Linked DNA regions of Mus musculus: all the other regions are linked to region 1. The links are chromatin contacts, called in public Hi-C and HiChIP or PLAC-seq maps. All regions are on one chromosome and are shown on one strand. Each heading gives the region's core, a stretch centred on a gene start, on an enhancer-like site or on the middle of the called end of the contact. The rest is flanking DNA. Distances are from core to core; before and after follow the strand shown.

The links. HiChIP or PLAC-seq counts read pairs in DNA pulled down with a chosen protein or histone mark. A called contact is a pair of places that touch in the nucleus more often than the background predicts.
Region 2: an H3K27ac HiChIP or PLAC-seq map of oligodendrocyte precursor cells shows a contact between it and region 1, with 9 times the contacts expected there. The contact joins two enhancer-like sites. A contact is called at or near these places in 1 of 484 Hi-C or Micro-C datasets (the HL-1 cell line) and 6 of 115 datasets of contacts at active chromatin or transcription factors (bone marrow-derived macrophages, embryonic basal ganglia, embryonic fibroblasts and 3 more).
Region 3: a CTCF HiChIP or PLAC-seq map of CD8 T cells shows a contact between it and region 1, with 6 read pairs. The contact joins two enhancer-like sites. A contact is called at or near these places in 4 of 15 datasets of contacts at CTCF or cohesin (CD8 T cells, the NIH/3T3 cell line, large pre-B cells and 1 more), 2 of 115 datasets of contacts at active chromatin or transcription factors (T-cell acute lymphoblastic leukemia and embryonic stem cells) and 3 of 9 other capture datasets (embryonic stem cells, liver and pancreatic islet).
Region 4: a contact with region 1 is called in a Hi-C map of uterus, with 3 times the contacts expected there. The contact joins two enhancer-like sites. A contact is called at or near these places in 2 of 15 datasets of contacts at CTCF or cohesin (pro-B cells and stem cell-derived epiblast-like cells), 11 of 484 Hi-C or Micro-C datasets (ECoMG-derived neutrophils, LSK cells, the N1E-115 cell line and 6 more) and 7 of 115 datasets of contacts at active chromatin or transcription factors (T-cell acute lymphoblastic leukemia, astrocytes, bone marrow-derived macrophages and 3 more).
Region 5: a contact with region 1 is called in a Hi-C map of the N1E-115 cell line, with 6 times the contacts expected there. The contact joins two enhancer-like sites. A contact is called at or near these places in 20 of 484 Hi-C or Micro-C datasets (the HPC-7 cell line, the N1E-115 cell line, brown adipocytes and 11 more) and 1 of 115 datasets of contacts at active chromatin or transcription factors (bone marrow-derived macrophages).

What each region holds. Positions count from the first base shown.
Region 1 is chr7:114,019,605-114,022,260 of GRCm38.p6, reverse strand. All of the region lies in intron 7 of Spon1 (spondin 1, (f-spondin) extracellular matrix protein), which reads right to left. Among named protein-coding and RNA genes, the nearest start is that of Gm51454, 16 kb to the left of the region's middle. Within about 2 kb of position 1,345, at least 81 of the 459 cell types and tissues checked have an H3K27ac peak or open chromatin away from gene starts, as enhancers often do. A contact at or near this core is called in CD8 T cells, the N1E-115 cell line, oligodendrocyte precursor cells and 1 more, where this site is marked.
Region 2 is chr7:113,819,251-113,821,906 of GRCm38.p6, reverse strand. The region is part of intron 2 of Spon1 (spondin 1, (f-spondin) extracellular matrix protein); the gene reads right to left. Among named protein-coding and RNA genes, the nearest start is that of Spon1, 55 kb to the right of the region's middle. Within about 2 kb of position 1,361, at least 10 of the 459 cell types and tissues checked have an H3K27ac peak or open chromatin away from gene starts, as enhancers often do. A contact at or near this core is called in oligodendrocyte precursor cells, where this site is marked.
Region 3 is chr7:114,209,537-114,212,192 of GRCm38.p6, reverse strand. No RefSeq gene overlaps it. Among named protein-coding and RNA genes, the nearest start is that of Copb1, 44 kb to the left of the region's middle. Within about 2 kb of position 1,297, at least 20 of the 459 cell types and tissues checked have an H3K27ac peak or open chromatin away from gene starts, as enhancers often do. A contact at or near this core is called in CD8 T cells, where this site is marked.
Region 4 is chr7:113,858,405-113,861,060 of GRCm38.p6, reverse strand. The region is part of intron 3 of Spon1 (spondin 1, (f-spondin) extracellular matrix protein); the gene reads right to left. Among named protein-coding and RNA genes, the nearest start is that of Spon1, 94 kb to the right of the region's middle. Within about 2 kb of position 1,345, at least 6 of the 459 cell types and tissues checked have an H3K27ac peak or open chromatin away from gene starts, as enhancers often do. A contact at or near this core is called in uterus, where this site is marked.
Region 5 is chr7:113,877,735-113,880,390 of GRCm38.p6, reverse strand. It overlaps Spon1 (spondin 1, (f-spondin) extracellular matrix protein), which reads right to left. Exons shown (of 16, transcript NM_145584.2): 4 at 1,141-1,214. Among named protein-coding and RNA genes, the nearest start is that of Spon1, 110 kb to the right of the region's middle. Within about 2 kb of position 1,305, at least 8 of the 459 cell types and tissues checked have an H3K27ac peak or open chromatin away from gene starts, as enhancers often do. A contact at or near this core is called in the N1E-115 cell line, where this site is marked.

The sequences.
Region 1 (2,656 bases), core at 96-2,595:
ACCCAAATAGGGAGTTCCACGCTTGACCCCACACGATGGGTCACAGGCAAATGGCAGATGCATTCAAATATTGTGCAAACGTATTCTCCTGTAAAAGGTGTGCATGCAACCTGTCGCATGCTGAAATTTGGGTCCTGTCACCGAGGCATGTCATTATATCTATACACAAATATTTCAAAATGTAAAAGTCTCCATGGACCCTCTCGTTCTGGCTTTCTGCCACTGCCACTGACAAAACATTGGAGAAAAATGTCTTTGAAGAAGAAAAACTTGTTTTGGCTAATGGTGTCAGAGATTTTAATCCATGGTCACCTGACCACATTTCCTTGTGACTGGGCAGCGTAGTGCACCATGGTGGGGCTACAAGAAGGTGGTGAGGGGTGGGGTGGGTTGGGGTGGGGTGAGGGGTGGGTGGATAGGTGGGTCCTAGCAGATGTTCCAGGCACACACCTCCACAGGCCTAACTTCTTTCCATCCTCCCCTGCCCCAGAGTTTCGCTGTGTAGCCCAGGCTGTCCTAGAACTCACTCTGTTGACCAGGCTGGCCTCAAACTCAGAGCTCCAGCTGCCTCTGCCTCAGAGTGCTGGGATTAAAGGTGTGCACCACCACCAGTGAGCCTTTTTACCAAGTCTTAAAGTTTCCATCACCTCTTAAGAATGCCACAGCTGGAGACCAAGCCTCTAGCTTTCTGGAGGGCACCTAAGATGTGAATCAGAAGACCTCTGGTGCCAAGAAAAATAAGAGTGTCATAAAAGTGTCCCCATCCAGCATAATTGAAAAGTGTCAGCATCTACACAGTGATAAGCCACATCTCTGAGAAAAAGACCCAGTCCTAGTAAAGTTATGAACAGTTTACACACACATAAATTAAAAATAAATATGTACATGAAGAAATGTCTTTCCTGACCTCTGAGAGGGTGAGGTGCATGGGATGAGGGCAGAGAAGCGAGTGCTTTTAACCCCACCTTTCCTTGTAGTTACTAAACCTGCAATATGGGACCAGTGTATTTAACTGTGAAGAAATGGCTTCTCATTGGTTCCTGACAGTACAGTGCCTCATTTTCAGCAAAACTTCCCAAAATACCACAGAGGAAAAGAGGCGAGAGATGATTTTATGATCAATCTACACTCTGGTCCTTGCCTTCTAAGTTACAAATCCTCACCAGTGAGACCTACCTAGTAATAGTTTTTAAAAGGTTTTACTTTGGTCTCAATTTGTTTTCTCAAGTGCAGGAACTCTATTAAGCCACTAGGGGGCGCCCAAGCCATTCATTAGACTGAAGCACGGTGCTGGCGGATCAGGGTTTGTCAAGTTTTTGCAACATTAGTTTCTAACCAGAAGGTATTTGGGATTCCAAGTCCATCTGGACATGCAGATCTACCACCTGCTCAAGTCCGAGTTCCTTTACTACCCCACGGGCGTCGATGGACCCAGGTGACTCTTGCTAGGAGGAGGCAAGAGGGACCTCGGAATCCGAGGGCTGTTTCTGGTTTCATTTCTGGAGAAGTAGACCCAGTCTTTGCACCGCTGATCTCACAAACACCGGCCATTGTCTAAGCAAGAGATAACCAAGAGGAATGGGTGGGAATAATTTAGGGGGAATGCCAGTCCTTTCCAGGAGATGAATATCTTTGAAAGTTCCGGTAATTCTTAGCATTCAGACCACCCTGGAGTAGTGCAAATTCACAATGATTGCAGGAACTGTTTCTCACTTGTGTTTGCAAAGAACCAGTGAAGGATGCGGCTTTGCTCGGAATTCGTCTTTCCCTGTCTCTACCCGAACATTGGGCTGTCAGGGCTCTGGCTTGATTTATTGAATCAAACATGTCACCGTTGATTCGTTCATCCGCTCCTGCCCTTTGAGAAGGGGTGCTGGGAATGCGGATGAAGACTGCTGAGAAAAAAAGTCAGTTTCAACAGGCAGTGCTTTGCAAAGTAGGTCACCCTGGCTTTTCCACTGGGTGAAGAGGCTGGAATCCCATTAACCTCCATCAGACTTGCAGGGATGGGGATGGGGGGGGGGGGGAGAATGGGGGTGGTGGGGGGGCGGGGTTGTTAGTGCAAAACAAAACCTGGCTTCGTGCAGGCTTCCTAATTTGACTTCCTAATGAGATTTGGAAAGGAAAGGGGAATAGAGGGTTTGGGAAAATCAAAGGAAAATTCCTTTCCCTAAATGAGCCCATAGTGTGGGGTGGAAAGGTTTGGGCTGTTTGTGAACTGAGTGTTTGCCATCAATTAATTTTTTGTTTTTTCTTTCTTTCTTTCTTTCTTTCTTTCTTTCTTTCTTTCTTTCTCTCTCTCTCTCTCTCTCTCTCTCTCTCTCTCTCTCTCTCTCTCTCTCTTTCTTTCTTCCTTCCTTCCTTCCTTTTTTTTTATCTTTGTTTCCACTGGGTCTCAGAAAGTCTGAGGGGCAGGTAAAGTGTGGGAAGGTATTCCCCATATAATACTTCTTTCAAATTTCAACATGTCTTTCACCCGTTGGAAGTAACACACACACACACACACACACACACACACACACACACAGAGAGAGAGAGAGAGAGAGAGAGAGAGAGAGAGAAACAACCCCGTCACCAAAACCTAAAACACCTCCAAGCCACCAAAACACACACACACACACACACACACACACACACACACACACACACACACAAA
Region 2 (2,656 bases), core at 112-2,611, 200 kb after region 1:
GTTTGTTTTGTTATTTTCATTTGAAAATCACTGAAGGAAAGATAGATACTTCTGTCTTTTAAGAAAGGGCTTTCAAGGTAGATTTCTTAATATTAAAGATCTGGCTTATATTGTTCCAAACAGCAAGCTTTTTATGGAAAAGTTTACAAAGACAGAAAAGTAAAGGAGACATAACCTCAACTGTTTCAAATGCTTGGTTTGTTTCCTTGTAGCCTTTCCATCTGTACTGGGAAATTTGTAACAAGCTGTGTTTGCTTTGTATGTGCGCTAAGAACCTCAACACTTTTGCAAGCTCTTCCAAACCCACCAGAAACAGGCTGAAGGGCTGTGCGGCTGGCTTTGGATGGGCAGCCCCTCCTTTTCTGTTCTTTCTGTGTTGTTGTTGTTGTTGTTGTTGTTATTGGTTGGTTTTCTGACACAGGGTCTCTGCATGTGGCCCAGGATTCTCTCAAACATACTATGTAGCTCAAACTGACCTCAAACTCAAGATCCTCCTACCTCCCCGCCTGAATGCTTGCCTGACACATGTGCACCACCCCACCTGGCAGAACTGGGTCCCTCTGCTGGGCCATGAAGATTCAGGCTCTATCTCCTCAATAACGTTACCAGAATTCTACCCTTTCACTAGGGCCTCTGCGAACAGATTCTTATCTTTGTTTTATTCATCTCTCCTACTTTTTTACTGCTTTATTTTATCAGCCCTAGGGGGATTCTCTTGCCTTCTAGACCCAAGAAGCACTCAGGAATATGGCAGGAGGTGACTGAGCCACAAACAGGGTCTGTGGCCCCTCTGGAACCCCTCTCTGGGCACACAACCTCCAAATCTACCAACAGTTCATTCCCAGAGCCACCAGATCATGTTCCCATTAACAGCAGACTAAATCAGTCCTTATGCTGTGTGGGTTGCTGTACACAGGGAGCCAACATAGCAGGCCAGCCTTGGGAGCAGGGCTGGACCAAGAAGTGTGGGTGCACTGGGCTGACTAGTAACTTGGCCTCCTTTCAGAGTGATGCTCTCTAAATATTTGCCCAACATCTACTTGGAGGAAGAGGCTGACGCTGCGTGGGAGAAGGAATCTAGAAAGACTGTCGGCTCAGCAATACTCCTCCTTATGCCCCTAAGCACAAGCCTGGCCCTGACCCATCCACCACACCTCAGAGACCTAGAGGCAGAGCCTGCATCAATTCTTGACAGTCAAGTGCTCTGTGGGATTGGGGATGCTTCTGCCAACAGGCAGTGCTGTAGGGGAAGGGGTCTGGCCAGGCCCAGCAGCCTTGCTCACAGTCAGCATACCTTTTCCAGACTGAGTGGTTCTCTTTTCTGTAGAATGGGTGGTAATGACAGTATCCCCTTCAGCAGGCTGGGAGGGTTTTAATGAGTCAATCAACAAAGGCACTAAGAGGTCCCTGGCACAAAGCTATCACCGCGTGTGTTAGAATCACTGTATATTATTATCATAAATACTATCATTATCATTCTCCTGTCATGTTAGCTGTCAACAATTCTGAGAAAGGCCATTTCCTCTATCTCAGTACATTTCCAGCCATGTTCTGCTCCTTGCAGCCTGGTATGCAGGGCACCATGCCAGCTGGCCCACCCCTAAGTCCAGTGCAGCTGGGGAGCTTGGAGGACAGTGGACAGCTCCTTAGGATGTAGGGCAGGTGTGTGCATGTATGCATGCCAGGACTATGCCAATCACCTCTGATTGTTCTTTTCATTTTAGATTTATGTATTTATGTTGTGTGCATGAGTGTTTTGCCTGTGTGTATGTGTTGCCCATGGAAACTGAAAAGGGTATTGGATGAGCCGCCCTGTGGGTTCTGAGAATCAAACACAGGTCCCCTGGAAGAGTAATCAGTGATATTTTTAACCACTGACCTATCTCTCCAGCTAGTAAATTCTGGAACCTAGAGCAGGATTCCCCCTTACAGACGGGTGAAATATGCCACTTGGTTTCCTAAGAGAAGCCTGGGGTCACGGAGGGAGAACTCAAGAGTTGGTGATTACACTAACTGCTCCTCCAGAGGTCATGAGTTCAATTCCCAGCAACCACAAGGTGGCTCGCAGCCATTGTAATTGGATCCAATGCCTTCTTCACATAAAATAAATAAATAAATCTTTAAAAGGCGGGGGGGAGGGGCTGGAGAGATGGCTCAGGGGTTAAGAGTTGGTGATTTGCAGATCTGGTTCAGGCTTCTGTTTTGGTAACTTAGTGACCTTGATAAAGTCACCTGCTTCTCCATCCTTCCATCCAGATCTGTCTGTGCCATGTTTATTTAAGAAGATGCTTGCCTGGGTGCCTGGAGTACTGAGTTACCTCCCACGATGAAGCTCTGTCAGCACCCTCTGGGCCTGACACCTGGCAAAGGGTTGATGTTCATGTACTTGGAAGGGCCTCCACTATACATGCCCAAAAAATGTAGCGATAGCATCTCGTGTTTAGTCGGACATACCTCTCATTTCTTTCAGCACTTCATATTTATTTCATATAATTATCTCAGTGATCATTTGAAGTGGGAATAGTTCCCTCTATGGATTCAGAAGCTGGGGCTAGCAAGCAGGGAACGTGGGCTCACATCACACAAGACTGGATAGCTGGGCCCACCACATTCACCCCCATCCCCATTCATCACACATAGAGGGGGCATGCGTTTC
Region 3 (2,656 bases), core at 48-2,547, 190 kb before region 1:
AAGTTGGGGCAGGGGAGGCCCTGGGGAAGAAGGGGAAGGGAAAAGGGACCAAACGTTCCTGTGCTCTGGGCAGGCAGAGACAAACATTGAGGGGCTGCCGGGATGCTTTCCACTTGGCCCCAGGTGGGCACGCAAGCCTCTGACCCATCTGGCAGGGGGATTGGAAAAGGGGCAGCCCCCGAGGCGACACCCTGTCGCCCCAGGGCTATAGGAGAGAGGGAATAGTGAAGAGGTTCCCAACACTGGCAAGAGTGGTATAGTGAATCTAGATGGAGCAGAGACTCTATGGTTTAAGAGCTTTATTATAGAAATGCAGGGAGAAAGAGGTGGAAATAGAGAAGGCTACAGAGAAAGAGGAAGAAAGGAGAGGAAAGAAGAAGACAGAGAAAGGGAAGAGGAGAGAAGTGGGAGGTAAGGGGACAAAGGAGCGAGAGAGAGCATAAGAGTAAGAGAGCGAGGTGGGGGCTGAACACCCCTTTTTATGGTCTTCACTGTTGCTAGGTAACTGGAGAGGAGTTTAGCCTGAAGGTCAGAAGCTTGGGCCATTGTCTATGTGACTACTGACCATGCTTCTCTTGTGGGGGCTGTGGGAGCTGGTAACTTAGGCAGGGGCCAGAGTTCCAGGAGCATGAGGGAACGCCTACCGTGTCATGAAGGTGAATTATGACCATCGGGGTTCAGACCTCAGCTCGACTGGAGACCAGCCTGCAATTCCCCACAAGTCATGACATCACAGCAGCTATAGCCACCTGTAGTGAACCCACACAAGACTGGACGTATCAGCAAACAATGAGTCAGAGAGGTGTTAATAGGACACTACCCCTCCTTTCTGAGTTTTTGGCTATTGATGGATTCTAGAGAAGAGACAATTATTGTCTTAGTCATGTACCCACTGAGGAGAAATAGAGATAAGATGGTAATTAGAAGAGGAGGTTATAATAGAAATGTACTTTATAAACAGGTGATACAAAGGATAAAAAGGGTTAAAGGGAAATTGGTTAAAAGGGCTAGAGATGTAACTCAATGATAGTAGTATATGTGAAGGTCCTGGGTTTAATTCCTAGTACCACCCACCAAGTAAAGGGTTGCACTAAAGTTATAGTATGGCTGGTCAAACTAACTGATCACCTTCTGGCCCTCTCTAGAATGGCAGTACATCACTAGTGTTTGCGTTCTCTCAAAGCTCTGTCTTCCTCCAGATCTCAGGAGCTAAAAAGAACAATGTGGTACAGCAGTGTGGTTCAGTGAGTTTGCTGCTACATAAAAAACCTTGTCTGCCACGCACTTGCTGTATGATCTTAAACAATCCTGAAGTACTAACCTTGTGGCTTGGCATATAGCTAAGTGGTAGAGCACCTGCCTAGCATGCCATGCCGGGACCTTTGATCTCCAGCACAAAGTAAGTAAAATAAACTCCAGCTACTAAGTATTTTATCTGTGCCAGGTGCAACGCTGAGTGCTTTTTCCCATGACATCTATAGTCCTCATAATGACCCTGTGAGGGGAAACTGCTGTCATCATTTGCAGATTATGGCTACAGTCTTAGAAGAGGTTAAGTTACTTAAGGCTTAAAAGAGATGAGCCCAGATATAAAACCAGGGTATCTTGTAGTTAATCTCATTATCACTTCTACCTGTTCTTGTGCCTTATCCCTCGCCTTGTATGTGAGGGTTCTTGTATCTACTTTCCAGAGTTGATGCCGTGATATAATACATTTATAGTACCACACTTGGTATTATAGTAAACATTCACCAGTAAATGTGCATTCCTTTCGTCCCCATTCACCCTTCTTACAAAAAGAGGAAAACCAATCCAATTATTTTGCCTCCCTCAGAATTTAGTTCCTTGTTTTATATTCTACTTGTGTGCTTTTTGGTGTTTTTTACTTAGAAGAAGTTTTCTTTTCTTGAGACGTTTTTGAGATATCACTGCGCCTCAACTGTCTTGTGTTGTTTTCATAAAGTTCTTGACCCTTCACTTATCAAGTTGTCTCAGTTGTGGCTATCTACCCATATTCCTAAGGATGGTCTCTAATAGGTAGGCTTGATTACTTGGAGAATGACAGTCACATGACTGGTCCTTTAAAAACATGTATCAGTTACAGTAGCAGAGTGCTGTCTAGGGATTTCTGATCATCTGACCACATCCTCCCTGTGTTCTCCATCTAGCAGTAGCAGCGCATCTTTGATTGGGACTTGTGCCATGCAGTGAGTGACAAGAGTGCAGGCAGGATTCATGTGTTTTACCTGAGGTTCTACATGCTATGTAGGGTTCTAAGAACACTCCAGTGCTTGTATCTGAAATAAAAGTAAGGCCAGTAGGATGTACAGTAGATAGCAGCTTGGTGGACTGACAGTCGTGAACAAGGCTAATCCCAACTCTCTAAGTAGCTTTCTGAAAATAATGCCTGGACCTGTCTTGTTATCTATAAAATGAAACAGTTTAGCTAATTCACTTCTGGAGTGTCTAGCTTAAAAAAAAAATCCATACCCCCCACCAAAAGCCTTGTATTTTACCATTATCTCCTTAACATGAAATGGGGGGGAGGGGTGCAGCTCAGTGGGAGACCTCTTGCCTAACATGTGACAGGTATGGGCTCAGTCCCAGCACTGAAGAAATATATGTCACACCCTAAATCTTCTGCTGTGTTCTGTGT
Region 4 (2,656 bases), core at 96-2,595, 160 kb after region 1:
CCAAAGGTCAAGTCTTTGCAAGGTCTGTGCCCCATCAATGTTTTATGTTTGCCAATAAAGGCTTTTTTAAAAAACATCAGAATGAGATATGATTTCTGGAGGATTCAGTGTCAAGTATGTTTCTGTTACAAAGTACCATAGTCTACAAGGAACCAAGATGGCAGGATGCTTTTGTTAGGAGGCTATCTGATAATGAGCTGTTCTAATGAGACTACACAGACTTAATGTGCCTCTACCCCAAAGCATCAATATGCATCATGCTTCCTTGGGCTGAGGTAGCTACCTTTTTTAAAAAGTAAAATTTGTAATTCAAGCTTTAGCTAACTTGGATTCTTTTCTGTTCAAGCTGAGCTGGAGAAGCCCAGGAGACCCTTGAAGCCAGAGGTCTAATGTCACCATCTGGCCCAGTTTGCAACACTATTGTGCTGGACAGTCAGCAGAAAATGTTAATACATTCTCATCACCCATACCCTCCTTTGGAGGAGTAAGCCAGTTTGTGGAGGAGTAAACTGTTCTGCCTTGCAACATATTTTTAGTGAAACCAGTTAGTGGCCATTGATTAAGACCACTGACTAATAATACCTGAGCCAAAGTCATCAATGTGCTGGATGTAGGGCACACTAGCTATGTCTGCATTGGGATAGCAGGAGAACTGTACATATCAAATGGTGCAAGCTGGCCAACTTGAATTCTTTATTTATTTATTTTTCCCAGGGGTGTGATGGTTTGTATATCCTTGAACCAGAGAGTGGCACCATCTGGAGGTGTGGCCTTGTTGGAATAGGTGTGACCTGGTTGGAATGGGTGTGTCACTGTGGGTGGGCATAAGATCCTCACCCTAGTTGCCTGGAAGTCAGTCTTCCACTAGCAGCCTTTGGATGGAGACATAGAACTCTCAGCTCTGCCTGTGCCATGCCTGCCTGGATACTGCCATGCTCCCACCTTGATAATAATGGACTGAACCTCTGAACCTGTAAGCCAGCCCCAAGTAAATGTTGGTTTTTTTTTTTTTTTTTTATAAGACTTGCCTTGGTCATGGTGTCTGTTCACAGCAGTAAAACTCTAACTAAGACACGGGGTGACTAGGAAATTAAGAGAACAAGGGCTGGGCCTGAGTCTAGTATGAGAAACAACTGTCTAGAATGCTCTTCTTCTGGAGCTTGTGGGATGTTCCACTGTGATCCACTGTCACCATGGCTGCCTGGCACGATATCACAGCTTGTCCTTTGAAGGCCTTAACTGTTGTATTTGAGCAACAGACTTCCAGCCTGGAGGTCAACTGTGCAAGAGAAACTCCACGTGGGAGCCTACAGCGAGCTGGTTTCCACTTGGATCCTTTGGGCTCTTGTTGTTGTTGTTGTTGCTAGGCCTCATCAGCATGAAAATGAACTTGTTTTGATTTGCTACTGTCTGTCTTCTATTAGGAAACTGTTATTAGGAAAATCACATTAATTAGCTGCAGCTGAGGAGAGACTGTGGCTATTTTGGGGCTGCAGCTGCAAAGTCTCTTTGCAGTCTGACTGCTGACTACATTTTAACAACCGGCAGAATAAATAGTCTCGGGGTACATTTAATCACATTAATTTTGTTTTCCTCTATCTCTATTGCTGTTTAGAATTGTTGGTTAATCTACATTAAATAATCTGATGCTATTAGCATACTTTCAAGCAATCCTATTTCTCTCTGTTATATTATATTATAAAACTTAATGATAAATTTATGAACTTTATTCATGAAAACAGATCATTAAATTTTATCCTCAAAGCTGGCTTATCAACTGAAGTATTTGTCTAAGTTTAAAAAAAATCACATTTTACAACTATATAGGGTAACAGAATTGGATGGGTGGATACTTGTGTGGAATGACAGGCAGAAGAGAGCTAAATGGTGTGAAACATCTAAGTTCTAATCCTAATTAATTTATTACTCATTTTTATCAACACTATGAAACAAAAGTAGTAGACAAGGCACGATAGAGCTTTGCGGTCAGGCAGATTGTGTTTAATCCTGACTCTGTAGTAGTTGAATGATCTGCAATCTGTTTCCTGCCCTTCTCTTCAAATTGGGCTCAGTGTCTGCTTTATGACACTCTTGTGAGTGCTCATAGGCTGAGCTGGTATAGAAATGGCCTAGCATAAGGCAGGTGCTTGGAAGGTGTCATCCGTTCCTCTTCCTCTAATTTCTCATGAGCTTATGCCTATTCTATACAACTAGAGAGTTAGCTGACCTCTGAAGAGGTCCAAGATTCTCTTGCTCACCTCTGCGTACTACACTGACCTGCTGGAGACTACTAGTGAGTCTTACAGCTCCCATGACTCAGCATTGTTATCAGACAGTTTAACAGAAACTATCAGTGCTGGTGTTACAAGCATGCATCATCATACCAACAAGTACCTCCTTCTTCTGCTGTAAACAACAACAACAAAGCCAAGGAAGAGACATAATCAAAGCCATCTACATCTGTGAAGATGTTCAGTGGATCTGGAGCCCAAGGAGTCTGACCTACCTTACCCTCTTTCCCCTGTCTCCTGGGTGGCAAGAGAATCTCAAACCGAAGCTACTAGGCAAAAGCATCAGGGTGAAGACAACCAACTGCAGCCCCCAGAGAATCCTGCCCATCAGAAAGAAAATCCAGCAAAGCTTGGCAAAGAAGAGA
Region 5 (2,656 bases), core at 56-2,555, 140 kb after region 1:
ACACACACACACACACACATGCATCCACATTCAATCTTGCGTGTATGATGTGTGTGCTTGTCTGGGTTGGAGTCTGTGAATGCAAGTATGCCTTTGCACTTCTATGGGGCTCAGAGGACAATCTCAGGTGTCAGTCCTTACATTTGATCTTGTTGGGAACAGGTTCTCTTGTTGTTTTCAACCTGTAGATGTCAGGCTAGCTGCGCTGGGAGCACCCAGGAATTGCCACCTCTGCTTCCATCTCATATGTTACAGATGAATGATGGGATTGCAGGGCTGAAGCACCATGTCCAGCTTTATGTGAAGTCTGGGGCTCTGAACTCAAGCCCTCAAAGTTGCATGGTAAGAACTTTACTCACGGAGCCATTTCCTTGGCTTATTGTACGTTATTAAATCACATGGTGTGGGGGTGGAAGGGCAGGCTGCACAACAGAAGCAGATCTAAGCTAGGCATAATCTGAGCCCAGGCCCCATCTGTAAACACACGGTCTACTTTATTAGGATGCTCCAATCCCAGGCTCAGGGGTAGCTCAGAGCTAAAGTGCTTAGTTAGCATGCACAAGGCACCAGATATGATCCCTAGCACCAGAAAAAGGACATCTATTAGAATATTTCACTCTAAGTAAAGGGTGTTTATGAACTTGCAGTCTGAGGACCAGACTTGGAAGTGGTAAAATCACAAGGTTAGTGTCCCCCTACCCTCCAACCCATGACACTCCTGTCTGCTACTGGTCTTTTTTTGGGAGAAAAGCTCCATATTATTCAGGTGCCATGCAAGTTCTGAGGGTGGTTATTCCAGAGAGCCACCATAGGCTTTTTAAAGGTACACAACTGTGCATTCCTTAATTAAGTCCTGTGAATTATTCCAAGGAACCTCTTCAGAATAATCACTGTTTCACAAAAATAAGAAGACAGCACCAATATAAGGTACATTATCTCCTACCCAGGGAATCAAGCCGAGTAATTAGAGCTTAAGGCGGATCCAATTATCCATAGCACACAGCCAGATTAAAAATCAGAGCTACGTGAGGAGGCAGGGCCCAGGGGAATTCAGAAAGCCCTGTTGCCTGAATTTCTGCAGCCAGCTTAACCTGAAAGAGCCCTCCCTCACCTCTCCCTCCCCCGTCTGCATGTTCTTACCCTGTTCACACAGCTTCTTGGTCAGGGAGCCCTCGTCTTGAAAATAAATTATGCGTTTCTGTACAATGCTGGCCCTGTGGGGAAAGAAGACATCAACACAGTGGTGAGATGGGCAGGTTTAGAGGGACAGTCAAACACAATCCTTGCTTAGAAGCCCATGTTCGGTGGCTCTGTGTGCTGTTTCCCAAGCTCTGTGTGCTTCTGTCTCTTCATTCATAAGCAGACAAGCAATACCTGCCCCATGATGTCACCCTGAGAACTGCCAGGCAATGTATGTCAGCAGCCTAGCACGTGCCTATAAACCATTCCCTCCCCATTAGGTGCTGGATTACTATTGATGGCACTGCTATTAAAGTAAGAAAGTAAACCAAGGACATTTTCAGCATCTTTTCTCAATGGCTCATTTTCCCATCCTCTTCCTAGTAAATGATGGAGGCTGTTTATAGACCCACCACATTCAGATTTCAGAAGCATGTCAAATCCTTCTCCTGAAGGGAAAAGAGGAATCTAAAACTATTTTTTTTATTTGTTCTAAAAATGTCATTCTATATCATTCCTGAAAGTCTAGACAAAACCGTCTCCTACACTCTGAACAAAGACCGCGTCAGCTGCGGTCTTTCTCCCTTGAACACGTCAAACGTGGGCTCTTAGAATTTAGAAAGCATAGTTTGAGGTTGCAAATGACTTAGCTTTGGTCAGCACATATTTCCTCTTTCCTTTGTGACAGAACAGAAATGCAGTTTCTCCCTTAACTCATTCTCTGTTTATTTTCCATTGGCCTGGAGAAGGATGGATCCTGAAACCCAGTGTTCCAGCAATTTAAGAGTCTACAACACTTAAAATTGAGCTGGTGCCGATAAATCTCGAGCCATTTCTATTGATTTTCTTCAGCAATGCTACTCAATCAAAAGGTAATTTTCACTTCGATTCACCCTATTTAACAGATAAAGGCATCCCTGACTCCATTAGAGCTGACCGCACTGAACAACGGTCTGACGGCCATGATTCCAGACCTAGGAACTGGCCCACGTTCTCTGTGGGGATCTGTGCTGAGTAGAGACAATTTCCCCAATGGTCTGGGCAAAGGCCAAGATGACTTTCCAAAGAAATGTCTATGCTACATCCAGTCTTGCACAAAAGAGTACAACTCAGGCCAGCTTTACAGATGTCTTTTACAGTCTTTCCCCACCCAAGAGAGACAAGATGTTGAAATAAGTAAATGAAATATGCTTCCTGTCTACACAAAACGACTTTGATCATTTTATCTATTCTCTGGACCATTAAGTGGGAAAGTTCCCTCAGACCAAAAGAGTAATAGCCATCCCTACCTCAAAACCAAGTAGCAAAGCCTCTTGTTCTTACTTGTCAGGGTGCCTCTCTCACCCTGGGCCTGAGGGACCCTTGCAGGAGCATAGACCTCCTAGGAACAGTCTAAGAATCACAGTTCTGGTTCAGTGGAAGGCTCCTTCCTTTTGTCTTCTTGTAGTATTTACGGGCACATTTTCAACAAATTGAT